2 separate regions of the Triticum aestivum genome follow, and region 2 is linked to region 1. A link is a contact called in public Hi-C data. All regions are on one chromosome and are shown on one strand. The core of a region is the stretch at or near the end of the contact, and the rest is flanking DNA. Distances in the headings are between cores, read along the strand shown.

The links. A called contact is a pair of places that touch in the nucleus more often than the background predicts.
Region 2: a contact with region 1 is called in a Hi-C map of leaf, with 4 times the contacts expected there. The contact joins the promoter of LOC123085331 here to the promoter of LOC123085327 in region 1. A contact is called at or near these places in 2 of 5 Hi-C or Micro-C datasets (leaf and root).

The regions. Positions count from the first base shown.
Region 1 is chr4A:89,485,582-89,490,225 of IWGSC CS RefSeq v2.1, reverse strand. LOC123085327 reads left to right here and starts at 1,458. Exons shown (of 5, transcript XM_044506956.1): 1 at 1,458-1,713; 2 at 2,215-2,288; 3 at 2,504-2,583; 4 at 3,951-4,102; 5 at 4,358-4,644. The coding sequence starts at 1,509. The coding sequence ends at 4,428. It overlaps LOC123085328 (LYR motif-containing protein 4), which reads right to left and starts at 1,306. Exons shown (of 1, transcript XM_044506957.1): 1 at 745-1,306. The coding sequence starts at 1,220. The coding sequence ends at 945.
Region 2 is chr4A:89,665,817-89,670,400 of IWGSC CS RefSeq v2.1, reverse strand. LOC123085331 reads left to right here and starts at 3,248. Exons shown (of 6, transcript XM_044506959.1): 1 at 3,248-3,630; 2 at 3,739-3,842; 3 at 3,933-4,101; 4 at 4,215-4,337; 5 at 4,448-4,540. The coding sequence starts at 3,454.

The sequences.
Region 1 (4,644 bases), core at 209-2,708:
ATTGAGAAGGCCTCTGCTTTCGATACTAAATTTTATAGTACCTTGCTTGCAGTGGCGATTCCACTAGGGAGGTTTCAATAGGCTTAAGCCTACCCTCCAGAATCCTATTTAAGCTAAACATACCACTTGACAAATATATTCTGGTGCTTTACATGCAACAATTGCAATGCATTCGCTAATTAGACTTAGGAAATCTATGTTTTAAGCCTACCCTCCAATGTCCTGCTAGATTCGCCACTGCTTGCTTGTCATCAGCTAGCCAAGAATAGATCCATGATTTTTCTTTTGTAGTTTTATTACTGGCTATTTGCCATATGCAGTCTGTGTTATCGAACTAGTAAGTAATAAGTTGTATACATTATGACTCGTGTCTTGCATTGGTATCCTTTTCTTGTACGGATCAGGGCATTCTGGTAAACACTACTCGGTGCATAGCCAGTCAATTTCATTTCTCACAACAACTTATGTCGAGCAAAACCTGATCTGGTTTTGGCTTTGTAACCGAGGATGCATGATTTTAACATTTCATCAAACAGTTGATGGGTAACACGATTGACTTCAATACACCCTTAATAATTCTTCCACACATTTGATCATGGTCAGCACGACAAGTATGGAGTAGGGCACAAATGCTAGTGGGATGTAGTAATAGCCAAAACTAGCACCGCTGCAAGAACACCAAGGCAAGGCTATACGATAATTCTAAAGCCACAATCAGGTAGTTCTACATGTGCAATTGGCATGTGAAACACAAAGTATCATGATCATTAATTTGCGAACTTATTGAACAATAGCAACCACCGTATCATGGCAATTATCCAGCAAACATAGTAACGGCAGAATTTCTATCAGCGTCAGATCGCCATAACCCTACTAACAGTACATAAAAGAGCACAGACCCTAAAGGGGAAAAAGGAGTGCGTGAAACCTCTCTCTGGTGTCGCTCACTGAATCTTCATCTCCACAACGCTCTTGGCCTTGGGCGCGTACAGAGAGTAGACCAGCACCTGCCTCTTGGCCACCTCCAGCTGCTGCTTCCCGTCCGCGAAGGCCGCCGCCGCGGCCGGCGCGTCGGCGAGGGCGCGGTTCTCGCGGAAGGCGTCCGCCGCGCGGCGCCGCGTGTACTCGCGGATGTTGTAGTCGGAGAACTGCCTCGCCGTGCGGAGGAAGGCGCGGAAGAGGGACAGCACCTCCGTCTTGGCTGGGCCCGCCGCCGCCATGGATGCCGCCTCTCGTGCGATGAAGGCTGGAGAAGAAATCTGGCTTCGGGGGACGAGGGCTTTGGGGATTTTGGGAGAGCCGCGTAGCACAAGTCGATGTTTGCTATGGTAAATTAGCAAATACACCCTTTCTCTGAAGCTTATTGTGAACGATACCCCTTAGCCCCGCAAGGCCTCAGGGATCTGAGCCGAAGAAAATTACGGTTGGCGGGGGTTATGTGCATAAAAGCCACTACTTTCCGCTTTCGCTCCTAGTCGGCGTACTGGCTCTTGGGCGCGGTGTGAACGATGGGCTCTCTGTCGGACTCGCAGGCGAATGGCGACCGTCAGCCGCCGCCGGCGGAGGCGGAGGATGCCGGGCCGCAGGTCGAGGAGGGAGATACCGGCGAGAAGATGGAGGGCGTCGCATCCATCGCGCTGCTGCCCTCTGGCGCCATCTCCGGCCACTTCATCCGCCTCCCGGACTCCGCCTGCTACGGCCTCCAGGGCACCCGTACACATCTCTCTTCATTCACCCTTGTACTACTTGTTTATCTATTGACCCCTAATTTCTAGACGCGGGCATTGTGTGGCTGGGCTCCAACTGCATCTCGGCTTGAATCGTTTGTGTTGCCACCAAAACCCCCCTTTGTTCAGCACAAGTGATAGCAATATATTATTAGGGCTTATCTGTCTAGAAGTTTATCTTTATTTCCAACTGAATTGTGAGTTCTGCTAGATTGCTAGCATAACAGTATTCCAGTGCTGTGTAATATGCCATAGCCTGTTACATTAGGGAGTCGGTATTTTTGATCTTGTGCTATCTGAAGAATGATGCATAGTTGATATGGTATGTTCTTGATTGTACAAAGATGAATTTATGTGCTTCTATTCGCCGTCCATTGTCTTTTGCAATTGTGGACATCTTTGTCTTTACTCTTTTGTCTTTATTACAGATAAGAGAAGATATCTTTAGCTTATATTGCCGTGTCCTTTTTCTTTTCTATCATGTAAGCGATACCATGCGAGAGGGAATGTAGCCGAGGAGATGATTACCGCCTTATAAAGCTATCCATCATTAATTTTAAGGTCAGACATCTGTTATGTTCTTCTCCACCAAGCATGTATTCTACCGACAGATTATCTTCCTATCTTAGCTTACCTTCCTTTCTAAAATGATACTATCTCGGCTTATCTTGGATCTATCAGAAGTTACCTACAGATATCCTAAAAACTCAGTTATCTCTTATTCTTATATAATTTGCAGTCTGTGTGGTAGAGGTTAACCTATGCTCATGTGACAGAGGAAGACAGAGAAGGTGGTTGTGGTGGAATGCAGGGGACATGATGCTGCTCGATTACAAAACATTGACCATTTGCATGGGTAAGTCTTCTCTCATGGGTGGATTTCGTCAGAACAAAATTTAATGTTGTTGAATTTACTGTTTGCAAAAACAGTGTGGCGTGATCTGTTGATGCTCATGCCCATCAATTTTAGCTGGAAGTGCTGTTGATATATATGAAATGTGAATATAGATGGCATGTACGTCATATCCTTTCTCAGGCTATATCAAAACACTGTACCATAACTGTGTTTTTGAAAGCACTGTACTATCTGAAGTTGTTGTAATGGATTATGTTTTCAAGAAGTGCATTTATTAAATGAATGGGAATAATCCGATGAAACAGGGTATATTGGATTATTGGTCCTTGTACGCTATTTTGGGTATCTCTATTTGCAAGTGATTAATTAAGGCCAAAACACAATTTAATTATCATTGTCTTATTTTGTGATACTGTGAAAATTGCCTTGCCTCACTGGCATGGAGCTGCGCATACCTCTGTAGTATCTCTTTGCCATGATCTATAAATGTTCTGGCCTTCAGGATGTGTTTGGTTTGAGCCTAGGTTTGCTCGACCAAAAATTTGGGTATCCAAAATAAATTTTGGTGTAATCTAGATGGTTTGGTATTGTCAAATGTATCATGAGTCATGACCGGCATGGCGACAAGTTTACGTCTTCATCATGCCACTAAGCAGCCATAAATCAAGCGTTACCTGTATGAATAGACACAAACTAAACTCTTTAGTCGTTTATTGAGTTAATGCTTTAGTCTCTATTTACTGTATACAAATTCAAGTCCCTCCCCTTTTTTTCTGTGAAGGCCAACTTATGAGGTGTTCAATGTTCTTTTCTTTGAACAAAGTAGCCTTAGTGATTTCATGTTCAACTCTCAAGTGTATTGTTATGAACTTGGGTTTTGAGGAGAGGTACAGGAGGGGCTGTCGCCCCGGGACGGGAGGCAAAGTAGATGAACTATTGGTCTATTTTCTTGCTTACGTCCGAGAGTACATTACAGTCCTATTATTTAGGATGACTTGATCCACAAGTCAGATCTAGACTTGAACTCTCAATCTTACCGTATATGGACTCATCATAGTTTAAAGGATAAACTACCTAATTGCTGGACGCTTCCAAGTTTAAAGGATAAAACTAGCTACTTGAGAGATTATGTGGATCCTCTTCTTAAATTCGTGCTGCATGGGTTATGAACTATATGTACATACGTAACATAACACATATGGTTGGAATTTGATTCTGGATTGTTTAGTATTTGCTGTGTTGCTTGATAAAAGATTATTTTCACTAGTGGGTGAAGGATAGTGCTGCTGATGCTGTGAAGTAGTATTAGTTACTGTTTATAATGTTGTTTTGTGCTGTTCTCCTTATGCAAACACTATCCCTTGCAGATGGGAAGATGACGTTGTTGGACTGGTTCAAAAGAAACATGGGAATAAGAAAGTCTTGGTCTCTTTCGAATGCGAGACGCTGAAGGCTGATAAAGCCGCTGAAGAACATATTAGCAAGTATATGCCAAATCTTTGCGGACTGGACGCAGTTGGTAAGCATGGAGTACTAAAATTTCTGCGTGAATAAACAAGAAGCCTTGATCACGAATCTATCCATAGTGGATGGCATTAGTAAGCATGGATACTGAGTTACTGAACAACAATAGGCTGGCCCATTTGCTAACAAGTCTGCACTATAAACAACTGTGTGTGTGGATTCCTGATGTCTGTCCTATTAGCTCATTCATTTATCTTTTGAGAGATGAGAGAGAAGCTATTAGCTCATTGGTTCTGGCTTTGCACTGCAGTAAACACGGGGAAGATGAGTATCTCCGGCATCAACCTAGACGAGGACGATGAACCAAGCGGCGACAGCTGAGAGCAGAAACACGTTGTCAATGTGTTAGCTGCGACGGTTTCTCTGCCTCGTCGATGCCGTCGACAAAGCAGGACTGTGTGTCGCTGTTACCCACAGCATGAGTTTTATGCAACAAATCAGCACTTGTGCACTTGAAACGGAGCGCTGTGTAGCAAGTGTATACCTAAACGGAATGTGTGTTGCTGTTGCTGCCTCTGGCATGATCCTGCTGAGGCG
Region 2 (4,584 bases), core at 1,999-4,498, 180 kb before region 1:
GGATGATTATGTCCACGCGGCGTCCACCTCTATGCCATCGCCGTTGCCGTCCTCTGTTCAAGCCGCTCTTCGCGAGCTGCTCTGGATGGCCGCGATGCAAGAGGAGTTTGACGCCCTGCTGCTCAACCGGACGTGGCAGCTTGTTCCTCGTCGCCGGCACGCCAATGTGATTACCGGGAAGTGGGTCTTCAAACACAAGCTCCGTCCTGATGGTACCCTTGATCGCTACAAAGCGCGCTGGGTTGTTCGTGGCTCCAGACAGCGTGCTGGCATCGACTTCACCGACACCTTCGCTCCGATCGTTAAGCCCGGCAGGATTCACATGGTTCTCCACCTTGCGGTCTCCCGTGCTTGGCTGGTGCACCAGATGGACATCTCCAACGCCTTCCTTCGTGGTCACCTCGAGGAGCAGGTCTTCTGCTAGCAGCCCACGGGGTTCGTTGATCCAGCATTTCTCGACCATGTGTGCCTGCTTTCACGGTCCTTGTACGGACTCAAGCAGGCTCCGCGCGCTTGGTACCAGCGCATCGTGGTGTTTCTACACCAGCTCGGGTTCGGCTCCACCCGCTTGGACGCATCGCTTTTCGTCTATCACCAAGGCTCTGACACGGCCTACTTGCCGCTCTATCTTGATGACATCATCCTGATGGCATGTACGGTTGGTCTTCTCAGTCAGCTCACTGCTCGTTTTCGCGCTAAGTTCGCCATCAAGGACTTGAGTCCTTTGCACTACTTCCTCAATGTTGAGTTGGAGCGCCGTCCGGATGGCTTCTTTCTTCACCAGCGGAAGTACGCTCATGAGCTCCTGGATCGCGCTGGCATGCTCAACTGCAAGCCCGCCGCTACGCCCGTTGATACGAAGGCTAAGCTCTCTGCCACGAATGGTTCTCCAGCTTCGCATGCTGCATTCTACCGGTCTATCGTTGGTGCTCTCCAGTATTTCACTCTGACTCGACCGGAGATCTAGTATGCCGTGCAGCAGGTGTGTCTCCATATGCATGCTCCTCGGGACGTTCACTGGGCCGTTGTTAAGCGGATTCTCCGCTATGTCTGTGGCACTATGGATCTTAGCGTCACGCTCTACGCCTCCACCGACACCGCCCTCACCGCCTACTCCGATGCCGACCGGGCGGGCTGCCCTGACACTCGTCGCTCCACATCGGGCTATTGTGTCTTCCTTGGACCCTCACTCATCTTGTGGTCGTCCAAGCGTCAGCCTATGGTCTCTCGCTCCAGTGCTGAGGCTGAGTATCGTGCGGTGGCCAACGTCGTCGCCGAGTGTTCGTGGCTTCGCCAGCTTATTCAGGAGCTCTCTTGTCACGTGGATTGCGCTATGGTGGTCTACTGCAACAATGTTTCGGCGGTCTACCTCTCCGCCAACCCGGTACATCATCGTCGAACAAAGCATATTGAGTTGGATATTCATTTTGTTCGGGAACAGGTGGCCCTTGGTCATATTCGTGTTCTACACGTCCCTATTTCCCAACAATTTGCAGATATCATGACCAAGGGCTTGCCTACGACGTCATTTGTGGAGTTCCGGTCTAATCTTTGCGTCAGCAGCGGTGCCGCTTCGACTGCCGGGGGGAGGGGGTGTTGAGTATATGTGTTGTGCATACTTGTGTATTGGGCGCCCACCTCATAGTTCCTTGTATAGTTGAGGCCGTGGCCCATCTCTTATACATCATATGTACGTGCCTTTGCACATGAGCAATACATCGTGCAATTCCCACATCATACACTCCTTTACAAGAAAAGATCTCAGACTTTCTCTCTTCTCCCCGACAGCGCCGCCGCCGGTCCGCCTCATCTCCCATGGCTGCTGGGCTATGGAGGTGCGGAGGATCTCGGCCCCTTGCTGGCGGGAGGGACCCGTTATCGTTCTTGTTACTTTTAGTGTCTTGGTTGGGGCTATGTGACGGCGGCGATGTCACTTAGTAGGAATAATGTTTTCCACGTTCTATCCTCGTCCCGACGGTGCGTCTAGCATTGTCAGAGGGCGTGTAGAGGTGAGTCTCCGTCGGATCCTGTAGGACTCGATCAGTGCTGATTTCCGGTGGATTTGTTGAGATCCGGTCCTCATTCGCCTTTGTTTTGGTGTTTACAAATTTGATCTTTTCGATCCATGACTTTGTTCATTAACGCTGGTTGCTGCTTTTGTGTGATGGTCTTACATAACCTTAGCATGACGACTTTCCGACTATATATTACGACAAAGTTTGCCTGGTTTTAGAAAGGGAGAGGCAATGACGGCCGGGTGCCTTCGACCCGCTCCACTGCTCGCAGCCGTTGCTAGTTAGGCTACGGACTTGATTGTAATTTGTATCGTGTCTGGTTTTTTTTATCATCATAATTAAAAAATGAATGGATTGAAAGTTTCTAAAAGAATACGATAGCAAAACTGCGCCATGATATGATGTAGTACGAGAGTAGCAAAAGCGAGCGGGGAGGGACACGTACCCCGCAAACCCCGATGGAACGAATTGCTGCGCCGCTCGGTCCGTGTCGTGTCCTGCTCACGGCGCGCTCCGCGGGCGACATGCTCGGAGTGTCCGGCTTTACACCCTGTCCCATGGGCCCACGGCGGCACGGGATCGCCGCCGAGCGAACGATTATTATACAGAATAAACAAATTATCTGACCTAGGACTGATTAGGGAACGAGTAGTAAGCAAGGCATCACCCGGCGGCCGTAGACGATGTCACGGTGGCGCTGGTAAGCAACTAAGCAAGACATCACCCACCCGGCAAGGCGCCCGTAGACGATGGATGCCACGGTGGCGTTCTTTCATGGCATGGCTAGTGGTTGATTGGTTGGACCTTTTGCCGCTGAAAAATAATCGACGCCAAGAAGGTTCATTTGTTCCCCCCAATGGCAAAATCAAAATCATCAATCAAGAGACCTGCCAAAGTAAACTCTGAATCACCGCAGCAGCAGGTGAGAGTGAGACGTGGACATACCAATGTACGTATTCACCAGCCAAGTTGGCTACGCGCGACTGCGTGGAATATCAGGGTCCATACGAATAGGCTGCGGTAATAACCTGTGACCACGATCTACTTCCACTTTTGGGGTTCCCGGCTGACCCTTTTGATATTCTCCTCTGCAGGCGCTTTCCCGTGTAACTTTTCCGTCAGTTCGTTTGACCAGGCCCCCGCCCGCAGCACGTTCGTTCACGGAGTGCAGTTACTCCGACCTCGTGCCGGGGTGGGACTTTGGATCCTACGACTCCTACCCTACTCCCCAAAACAGAAGATCACACAGCACATCACAGTCCAGACTCCGTAGTCCACAAGAAACGATCCATCGCCCCCTCGCCTTCGTCCTCTTCTCCTCTCTTTTCTTCCTCGCCTGCGATTGGTCTGCGCAATATAAGGAGGCGAGGGGAGAGAAAGAGACGACCCATCATCGCCCGTCGGTCGTCCAGCGTCAAGGCCAGCTAGCAGCGCGGCCATGGGGTTCTTCACCAGGAGCACCTCCAAGCAGACCGCCAAGCTCAAGTCCCTCGTCAAGCTCGCCGTCGCGCGCCTCGCCGTCGTCCGCCGGCCCCGCCTCGGCCGCCGCTCCATTGCGCGCGGCGACGTCGCGCAGCTCCTCTCCATTGGCCACCTCGACCGCGCTCTCGCCCGGGTACGTGCGTCCGTCTCCTCCGCCATACAAGCCCCTAATCAAATTTTCAAGTTCCCCTTGCCGTACGGCTGTACTGACACCGAACGGCGTGTGTGTGCTGCTGCGCAGGCGGAGCAGGTCATGGAGGAGGACAGCGTGCTGGAGGCGCTGGACATCATCGAGCACTACTGCAAGGTCCTCGTCGAGCACTCTGCCCAGCTGGAGAAGCCCAAGTACTTCCACGTTCCTGCTCTCTTGGTTTCTCCTCTGACCGTACGTTACGGCGTGAGATTCTAATTTGTTGATTATTCGATGGCATTCAGAGAGTGCGGCGAGGACATCAAGGCGGCGGCGGCGGGGCTGATTTTCGCGTCGGCGCGCTGCGGCGAGCTGCCGGAGCTGCTGGACGCGCGCGCCATCCTGGCAAGCAAGTTCGGCCGGGAATTCGAGCGGGCGGCCAAGGAGGGCTCCCAGGCTGTCGTCAATCCCACGGTAGGTTCGTCTGCTCCAGCTGCTTCACGTGCCGCCTCGCCAACCGTCGCCGGGTGGTGGTGGTGGTGGTGGTGGACCGGAGCTGGGATTTAAGAGGGTTGGTGCTGTTGCAGTTAGTGCAGAGGTTATCGGGCGAGAAGGCGAGCGCGGAGCAGCAGAGGAGGTTGGCCAGGGAGATCGCCGCCGAGAACGGCATCTTGCTCGACTTCCCCGACGGCCCAGGAGAGGTCCATCAGGTTGGTTGCAGCCTGCACGACTCATCTTGTTCATGCGAATTTTGTGATGAGATATTCTCTCATGATTCAGTCGGCATAATGCTATGGCATTTATGTGATCTGGGATGCAGAGTAAACAGAATGAACAACCCAAGAAGGTGCCGGCGCCGGTGCCGGCCGAGAAACCTGTCGAACAGCTTGAGGTCAAGACCGAAACTTCCGAGGTCAGTTCGTCAGTGTCATGTCATCGGACAAAAGATCATCAGGC